Regions from separate parts of the Zea mays genome. Here regions 1 and 3 are each linked to region 2. The links are chromatin contacts, called in public Hi-C maps. All regions are on one chromosome and are shown on one strand. Each heading gives the region's core, a stretch centred on a gene start, on an enhancer-like site or on the middle of the called end of the contact. The rest is flanking DNA. Distances are from core to core; before and after follow the strand shown. Region 1 holds the start of LOC100383172 (F-box/kelch-repeat protein SKIP20). Region 2 holds the start of LOC100277723. Region 3 holds the start of LOC103655106 (heparan-alpha-glucosaminide N-acetyltransferase).

Region 1 (2,843 bases), core at 128-2,627, 150 kb after region 2:
TGATTTGTGATGGACGTCAACTATTAAAATCGATTATAGAAAATGATTAGGTCTATTTTCCTTTTAGTAGAGACTAGATTCACTTCACTTCTACCATGAAGCAGTTTAGATTTTTATCGTTTGACTCGGCAGTAGTGATAATCACTAGGAGCGGAGCTAACCGTTCGACGACAAATCTCATATACATATAGATTTACTTTAATAGAACTGTCTTAAATAGATTCCTGAAGAATTCATGCCTTCCGAACTCCGCATAGTATGATATTTCCTGGATCGAAGCCTGGTTCATGGACCGGCTGTTCCATTTCATGCTGCTGTCCATGTTATTCACATGTCGATCTTTAAAAAAATGTAATGCAAACATAAGCACACACGCGCACGGTCGGTGCAGACACAAACGACGTTGCCGGGCATCCAAAATATCCCTGCGTCACAAGCAAATCTGAGAAACTCAGACGCAGACGCAGGAGAAAAGTCTAAACTCCGATTGCCGCGAGAGTCAAAATGCAATGTAAAAAAAATGTTCAGTAATTAGAGTATTATCTCTGCTACGTTGCTAACCCATCCGGATTCCGGAGAGGCGGAGACCTTGTCACGGGCGGGGGCGATCACGGCACAGAAGAAAAATTCTCCCTTTTGGCCGTTAACAATTGGACGACGCCCGTGGTTTTGGTTTATTAGCGGCAGCGGCCCACTTGTTCTACACAGGTCAGTGGCACCCTTAATTTGCAGCCTGCGTCGTCCATTTGCTCGCAAACGTAAGCACCATGGTAAGTTTTTTTACATAGTAAAATGCATTATATCCTCGAACTTAGCATCATGTATCATTTAGGTCTTCAAATTTAAAACTAGAAAAACGAGTACGGTAACTTGACCTGTCCATCCAAACTATAATATCAATTTTTTTTTGTTTTATAAGTTCGAGGGGACATAGCATAGTGTAAAATAGGGACATGAATTGTAGCTGATATTGACACTGTTTGTACAGTGTAGCTTAAAATAGGAATAATACATGAGATATGCTCGAGATAATATAAGTAGATGCATTTCACTCTTTGTTTTTTTACAGCTCCATCCTCCTCGTGCTCATCTACACGCTGTACACCGCCAAAAAGATCAGGCCATTCTTCTAGATCCACAGACATTTAGAAAAAACATCTCAGTCCCATCTGTAGGTTGCAAACTTTTAAGTATTTGCCTTTTTTTCCCTGCTTCTCTGAGGAGGCCACTAGGACCGGTAGTAAAGCATAAAGATGCAAACTTTTAATTATTTGCAGGTTTTTATATCGGCTTCGCTGTGCGTTCGGTCCAATAACCGAGTCCCACGTAGCACGCACACCCCTCTATTTAATCGCCCACTCGCCTGTCTGCGAGGCCGCACATCCCATTCCCCACATCTCAAGTGAAGAGAAGTAGAACTAGTGGAGAGAGGAGAACAGGAGATTAGATCAGCTCGCACGCAAGCCAAAGGAAAAGGCAAGATGCGGAGCCCAAGGGGTGGAGGCGGCCTGGAGCACGTGGATCTGATTCCCGGCATCCCCGACGACGTCGCCGTGGACTGCCTGGCCCGCGTCCCGCACGCCTCCCACCGCGCGATGCGCCGGGTCTGCCGCGGCTGGCGTAGCGCCGCCGCGGCGCCGGCCTTCGCGTCGGCGCGCGCCGCGGCGGGCGCCAACGAGGACCTGGTGTACCTGATGCAGTTCGGGAACCCGTCCGCCGACGACGGGCCCAAGGACGGCGACGAGGGGCCGGGCAACGCCCCGGCGTACGGCGTGGCGGTGTACAACGTGACGACGGGCGAGTGGCGGCGGGAGCTTGGCGCGCCGCCCGTGGTGCCGGTGTTCGCGCAGTGCGCGGCGGTGGGGACCCGGCTGGCCGTGCTGGGCGGCTGGGACCCGCTGACCTTCGAGCCCGTGGCGGACGTGCACGTGCTGGACGCGGCGACGGGGCGGTGGCGGCGCGGCGCGCCCATGCGGTCGGCGCGCTCCTTCTTCGCGTGCGCCGAGGCCGGCGGCAGGATCTACGTGGCGGGGGGCCACGACAAGCACAAGAACGCGCTCAAGACGGCCGAGGCCTACGACGCGGAGGCCGACGCCTGGGACCCGCTCCCGGACATGTCGGAGGAGCGCGACGAGTGCGACGGCATGGCCACCGTGGCCGGCGACCGGTTCCTGGCCGTCAGCGGGTACCGCACGGCGCGGCAGGGCGGGTTCGAGCGCGACGCCGAGTGGTTCGACCCGGCGGCGCGGGCCTGGCGCAGGCTGGAGCGCGTGCGCGCGCCGCCCTCCGCCGCGCACGTCGTCGTCCGCGGCCGCGTCTGGTGCATCGAGGGCAACGCCGTCATGGAGTGGATGGGCACCCGCCGCGGGTGGCGCGAGGTGGGGCCCTACCCGCCGGGGCTCAAGGCCGGCACGGCGCGCGCCGTCTGCGTCGGCGGCGGCGAGAAGGTGGTCGTCACCGGCGCGCTCGACGGTGTGGGCGGCTGCGGCGGCCGGCACGCCCTCTGGGTGTTCGATGTGACGAGCAAGAGCTGGACCGTGGTGCCCCCGCCGCCGGAGTTCGCCGGCTTCGTGTTCTCCGTTGCGTCCGTCCGGATCTGAGAAAACCTAGATCTTCTTCGTCCTGTCCGTCCCTCCGCGATCGATCAAGAGACGTAAAGGCTACTGCTAGTGCTAGTGCTAGTACGGTAGTACCTGCTGTATGTCCGTGCGCCATTGCTGGATCTGATGAACACTGCTAGTTCGAGATCTGCGCTCCCGTGTACCATGGATCTGGGCATCTGCTTGGTACCCGTACGCCCTGCCATCGATTCGTCCAAGGAAGTGTAAGGTAAGGTGGTGACC
Region 2 (2,981 bases), core at 418-2,917:
AATTCTAGCATCTACCACCACCAAACTCTTCCCAATGAGAATAAATATAAAAATACTAGAATTAATATGGAGTTAAATCAACCCTTCAGTACTAGTGTCTGAAATTTAGCAAAGAATGAGCTACCAAATTGACACAAATTGTTGTTCAAGTAAGCAATCCAAATGCATGCTTCACATTTGTACACATGACCAATGATAAGTGGTTGACACTGGATAGTGTGTTTACACAGTTAACATGTAAGGGTTGTGTAGTGCCAAGTTAGCAACCTTTCTCCTCACAATTGCTTTTGTGCTTTGAAAATCTGCAACAACATGCGCACATGTCAATATAGTCCCATCTGGATCTATTATAGTTCCAGATCCAATGCTCTGCTCGTTTACCCATCCATGCATATCTACAAAAGGTAATTCGAGAAGTTCACTGCACATAGCCACAACACTGGTGAGGAATTTGACAGTTTTCAAATAGACGGATATGTTCTCACCATGCATAGAAGAAATGTTTACAACAGCAGGACCAACTGCAGATGCCGCCTTGGCAATCGAATTCCTGCCTAGACACGCTGGGCAGCATCTTGGATCACCAGAGCTTCCGTCAGAACCTTGGTCGCCATTGTTAGCAGGTGAAACCGATGCAGACGTGAAGGTATTCAGTACTGGGAACCCTACAAACACATTTGGACACAGTAAGATCTTTGATACAGAGCTCTATCTTACCCAGGCGAAGATAACAACAAACAAGGCAACTGCAGATTCAGGTAAAACAAAAATGCATCAGTCTCATCAGAGTTACTAAGGACACCTTGAAGGTGCTAATCTGTCAACTGTAACTATGATGCACATAGGTAAAAATCAAAGTTTATCATATTGTGAAAAAGGATTATTCCCCGGACTCAAACAAAGACCTTGCAAGCAGGCTGATGCTATGATATTTAAAAACAGCCACCTATCTGGATGATCCAACACCTGCAACTTTTTATGGCATGCCTTTGCACATTACAACTTGTGTTCGTCTCGACATACATTGGTCCATTGACTATAGTAGTTCAAAGTACGGCTGAAAACTTGAGTCCAACCACAGGTCCCTCTACTGAATTGAAGTAACGAGACCCGCCAATGCGCATAACGCCGTACGCAGATAGTCAGATGGATGTCTAGCAGAGAGCAAACGCAAGCCCAATCGAGTGGCATTCCAAAAACCTCGAACCCAAACCACCTTGGACAGTTGGACAGGCAACCACTCCCGACTCCGCCACGCAGCAAAAAGACAGTCTATCCGATGGTCTAGGGTGTACCGATGTAGATAGGCGAGGGAGGGGGTGGCGAAAACGGACCTTGGAACGGATATGGGAGCAGATACGGGGAGAAGAGGCAGGTGCCGGAGCGGAGGCCCTCGGCGGCGGCGGAGGAGGAAAAGGCCTGGCGTGGCGGCTGCGGCGGGGAGGCCGAAACGTAGACGGCTGTGTCGGGATCGCGGAGGCGCGAGAAGGCGGCGGTTGCGGCTAGGAGGAGCGCGGCCCGGCGGCCGACGCGGAGGAGCATTCTGGAAGGATCGCTTGCTGCCTTGGCGTGCCGCACACGAGGAAAGGAGAGCACACGAGGAAAGGAACGGGGAACGCAGAGCGGAGCAGCAGGGCCGTCGCGAAGCGTCTGAGCTGAGGTAGGAGGAAGGAAATGGACCTTTTGGTTTTCTTGCGGGCTGCGGACCTTTCAAAAGCCGAGTTGAGCCAGCAGACCTGCACGAATTCAGTCCAACCATCAAATGCTCCTCCTCGTATGGTCTCTTCCTACGGCCCACTTCTAGCCGCGCTCGCCCGTTCTGTCGCTTAAGGACACAACGCCCCGATCGGGATTGGTGTACAGGAGACCCCGAGGCTTCTTCGGTTAGGGATTGATTAGAAAGGATTAGATGAGATTAAATTCTCTTCTTTACAAATTTGAATAGGAGAGGATTAAATCCTCTCCAATCCATCTCAAACCAACTTAAACCGAACAAGTCCTCAGAGGTAATTCGGTATTTACCCATATCACCCTAATTAGGGTTTCTTAATGCTCTCCCTCGGTGAATACCGTGATAAAGACATGCCTCGTTAAAACTTCCAAAAACCCAGTAAAAAATATGGAGAAAGAACGCATGGCAATGCATATTATATATGCACTTTGTGGCCTCGTTAAAGAAATTCATGTGAGAAACTTTAGGAAAACTCACCAAGGAAAAAAGAGTACAACAACTGTCATCGGGATAGATTTCGATCTTCTAGATCTGGATTCTATCGAATCTTCTACAAGAGCTAACTTTAGAAATGTGCTTCCCTAATCCTTGCAAAATTGTCTCGATATGGCAAAACATTTTCTTCTGTAAGTATATGCACATAGAGATTTAGCAAATGGATTGCATATTGTCGCAAGGATTATCTCAGAAACGTCACCTCAACTCACTTCTAGGATACACGAGGTAAGTGCACATATCAACATAAATAAGCCACTTTGACCGGTGGTCTTCGATCGACTGAATCTATATGATAGAAACTTTCATGAGGGTTCACATATTTATCGTCAAGTTGACGCTTTCAGGGCATACAATATGACATTCAGTGTCTCACAATTGTGATCAATATAAACATTCACTCCCCCTGACGATAACATTTGTCAAAGTCATTATCCCTCATAACTCAAACATACTCTTCAAGATATATGTCTCATTGTTCATCTGGAATAATGAGGATGGACGAGGTTGGGGCGCTACACTTTTCATTCTATCATGCACCACAATGTATGCATGGTTGTGCAAAGCAAATAACTTGTCCTTTTATAGGACTTAGGGGATATTATAGTGGCAATAGTACATATTCTAAATATGACTCATCGCTACAGGCATTCATTCGTTGCAACTTCTATGATGGTGTAACAAAAGTCCATCAATGATAGTAATCCATCATGGATTCTCATCAATCAAATGCATAATTATAGTCTGTCATTCC
Region 3 (3,117 bases), core at 165-2,664, 180 kb after region 2:
TCTATTCTAAAATAAATATGAAGACATTTGTCGTTGTCTGGTTCACGTATTTATAACATGATAGCTCTGTACCCCGCGAGGAAGAAAGACCAGCAGAGAAATCTCTGTACCATCGATGCAAGGAAAAATGAAGTACAGTCGGTGGAGTATTTTTTTGAAGAGATTAAATATTTTTTTAACCAAAACAAACAAATCTCTGTACCGTGAAGAGTCACAATTTGTGTTCCGTGGCATCGCACGGACACGTTCCTACTAAATTATAGTAACACACAGCAACTGACTGACTATACGGGTAAGTGTTTGGAATGGCCAGGTGGCCCAGGCCGCCGGGGAGCCCGGGCAGCAGCGTGCGCGTGAGAGCAGCAGGGCCAAGCCCAGCCACGCAGGGAGATCCGTTTCGGCCAGGACAGCCTGTTAGCATCATGGGCTTTTCGACTTCAGCAAAGTTTCACAAAAAAAAGGTCCAATCTTCTTCGAATTTAGATGTTGATATTTTTTCTTCTTCTAGGTTAGGATTACTTGATGGATACTTTATTTATGATAGAGAGGGAGTAGTCTTCATGCTCAACCGTCGAACGTAAAAGCATGATGGATTTTCATATCGTCAAACTGCAAAGATAAGATGATAGTTCTGACGTCCCTGATCGCACTATAGTATGGCACATGACTAGTATTAGTTTTGTTTGGGCTCACTCGTTTCCATTCCAGATGGAGCAACATCCTCAGCTGCACGCTCCAGGACAACGACAAAGATGTGTAGCGGCGTCCAAACGCAGCCGGCGATGGCCGTCGTCTTCCACACGGACTGATTTTCCAATACCAAGACGGCGTGCCGCTCTATCGTATTATTTTCAACATATATAAGAACGCCTTAAAAAAATAGAGAGAGCGCATGTTTGCCGGCCTAGACGACAGACACCCTGTTAGACCTGTAAATCTGAATCTTGGCTTCCGAGTAAGAATCTTTAATTTGCTCATATATATATGTTCCTATACCCTCGACAGCTATGTTCCTCATGCATGCGCGAAGGCTTTTTACACACGGTGGAATCTGCAAGGTTTCGACACTTGGAAATAACAGAGGACACGAAGGCACTCCAATAAGAAACGAAACATGGGTAGTGACGAACTCCCGTGTGGAAAACATTTTTTACCTCACCTACTACAGGACGGCAACCCTACGCTAATGCCAGACTAATCTAGCTAGCAGCTGAACTAGTTATATCAAAAAAAAAAAAAACAGCACCTTGTGGACTTACAAGAGACATCTAGCTACAATTATTGTAGCTAGCTAGATAGCCGTATGTATATATATACGAATGTGACACACTTGGAACATACATAACATGGCTCATTTTGTAGTCATCAGTAGCTAGAGTCTAAGAAAATTAAGCTAGACGGTGGTCGGTGGATATGGAGAAGGAGGGGCAGGAGATAGCAGCATCGGACGGGGGAAAAGGTCCAGCCGAGCAGCACGCCATTGACGTTGGCCATGTCGTCCAGCACGGTGATGGCAAGGGCGAGGACGACATCGAGAAGGAGAGAGTGGCTGTGGTTGAGGACGTGCAGACGAAGAAGAAGAGCAGCAGGAGAGTGGCGGCCCTCGATGCCTTCAGAGGGCTAACCATTGTGGTACGTACACACATATATATACACAGTACACAAATCTACTTTTCTTTTGTTTTTATTTATTCCGAAAAAAGTTCGATTTTGTTTCCTGGCATATATATGCACTATTAGTTTCTAGCTGACAAACTCCTTCCTCCTCCACGACCTTAGAAACGGTTTAAGGAAGTGAAGTTCTTCTGTGAGCATAAGCTGGGGGATCGGACTTTGGGAGCATATATATATATATATATATATATATATATATATATATATATATATATATATATATATATATATATATATATATATATATATATATATATATATATATATATATATATATGAACCGTTGAATTTTATTTAATTTCCTTGCATGCTTTGCAGCTTATGATACTAGTGGACGATGCTGGTGGGGCTTACGAGCGGATGGACCACTCGCCATGGAACGGCTGCACCCTGGCGGACTTCGTCATGCCCTTCTTCCTCTTCATAGTTGGCGTTGCCATCGCCTTCGCGTTGAAGGTGATAATAACACACTCTTCAATCGATCCATACTTCCATAAATGTAGAGGTTTGTAGCACAGCAATCGATCATTGGTCACAGATATGATGTAGTACATTGCCAGAGGAAAGTAGCAGGCGTGAATACCCCTTGCTGTTTCGCAAGTGCAATGTTTCCTACTAGCAGAGAGCTGATCACCACATGCTCACATGGACATATATGGTTGCAGAGAGTTCCCAACATCGGCGCCGCCGTGAAGAAGATTACCACCAGGACACTAAAAATGCTCTTCTGGGGTGTGCTTCTCCAAGGTAAGTTTGTTTTTTTTTTCCGTTGCTATGGTTCTGTCAGTGCTTCTGTTCACTGATCATCTAGCTGAAATGACCTTTGTCACTACCGTATTTGATGGTATATATCTTGGTATGTACGGCGAAGGTGGGTATTCTCATGCTCCGGATGACCTCGCTTATGGCGTGGACATGAAGAAGATCAGATGGTGTGGCATCCTACAGGTCCGGTTCCATCACCAGCTACTAATTCTCTCTTCTGCTACCTGCTTCACATAGATCATGGCAATAACTTGGATTTCTTGTCTGTTCTTCACTGGAAATTGGAATCATCATCAGAGAATTGCTTTGGTATACTTCTTTGTTGCTCTGATAGAGGCGCTCACCGTCAAGGTACGGCCTACCACGGTGCGGTCCGGTCCATACGCCATTTTCGATGCGTATCGGTGGCAATGGTACGCAGCTCTCATTCTTCCTGACACAGATGAATAACACTGCAACTGCACATAAATACCATTCCGTTTCATTTTTGTCGATTCTGAAACTGAATAGCAGGCATGACTGACTAACGCTTTCTGGAAAGGACAGGCTAGGTGGCCTTGTTGCATTTGTGGTATACATGGTCACAACATTCTCACTCTATGTCCCGGACTGGAGCTTTGTCTACCACAACGAAGGCGACGTCAACGACGGGAAACAGTTCACGGTGCTCGCGACTTT

The links. A called contact is a pair of places that touch in the nucleus more often than the background predicts.
Region 1: a Hi-C map of leaf shows a contact between it and region 2, with 5 times the contacts expected there. The contact joins the promoter of LOC100383172 here to the promoter of LOC100277723 in region 2. A contact is called at or near these places in 10 of 25 Hi-C or Micro-C datasets (bundle sheath, ear, endosperm and 2 more) and 1 of 3 datasets of contacts at active chromatin or transcription factors (leaf).
Region 3: a contact with region 2 is called in a Hi-C map of ear, with 6 times the contacts expected there. The contact joins the promoter of LOC103655106 here to the promoter of LOC100277723 in region 2. A contact is called at or near these places in 12 of 25 Hi-C or Micro-C datasets (bundle sheath, ear, endosperm and 4 more) and 1 of 3 datasets of contacts at active chromatin or transcription factors (leaf).

The regions. Positions count from the first base shown.
Region 1 is chr4:12,766,987-12,769,829 of Zm-B73-REFERENCE-NAM-5.0, reverse strand. LOC100383172 (F-box/kelch-repeat protein SKIP20) reads left to right here and starts at 1,377. Exons shown (of 1, transcript NM_001175837.2): 1 at 1,377-2,843. The coding sequence starts at 1,482. The coding sequence ends at 2,600.
Region 2 is chr4:12,916,255-12,919,235 of Zm-B73-REFERENCE-NAM-5.0, reverse strand. LOC100277723 reads right to left here and starts at 1,667. Exons shown (of 9, transcript NM_001151218.2): 1 at 1,335-1,667; 2 at 486-665; 3 at 268-395. The coding sequence starts at 1,542.
Region 3 is chr4:12,733,843-12,736,959 of Zm-B73-REFERENCE-NAM-5.0, reverse strand. It overlaps LOC103655106 (heparan-alpha-glucosaminide N-acetyltransferase), which reads left to right and starts at 1,414. Exons shown (of 13, transcript XM_008681913.3): 1 at 1,414-1,632; 2 at 1,993-2,130; 3 at 2,340-2,421; 4 at 2,546-2,622; 5 at 2,737-2,852; 6 at 2,986-3,103. The coding sequence starts at 1,414.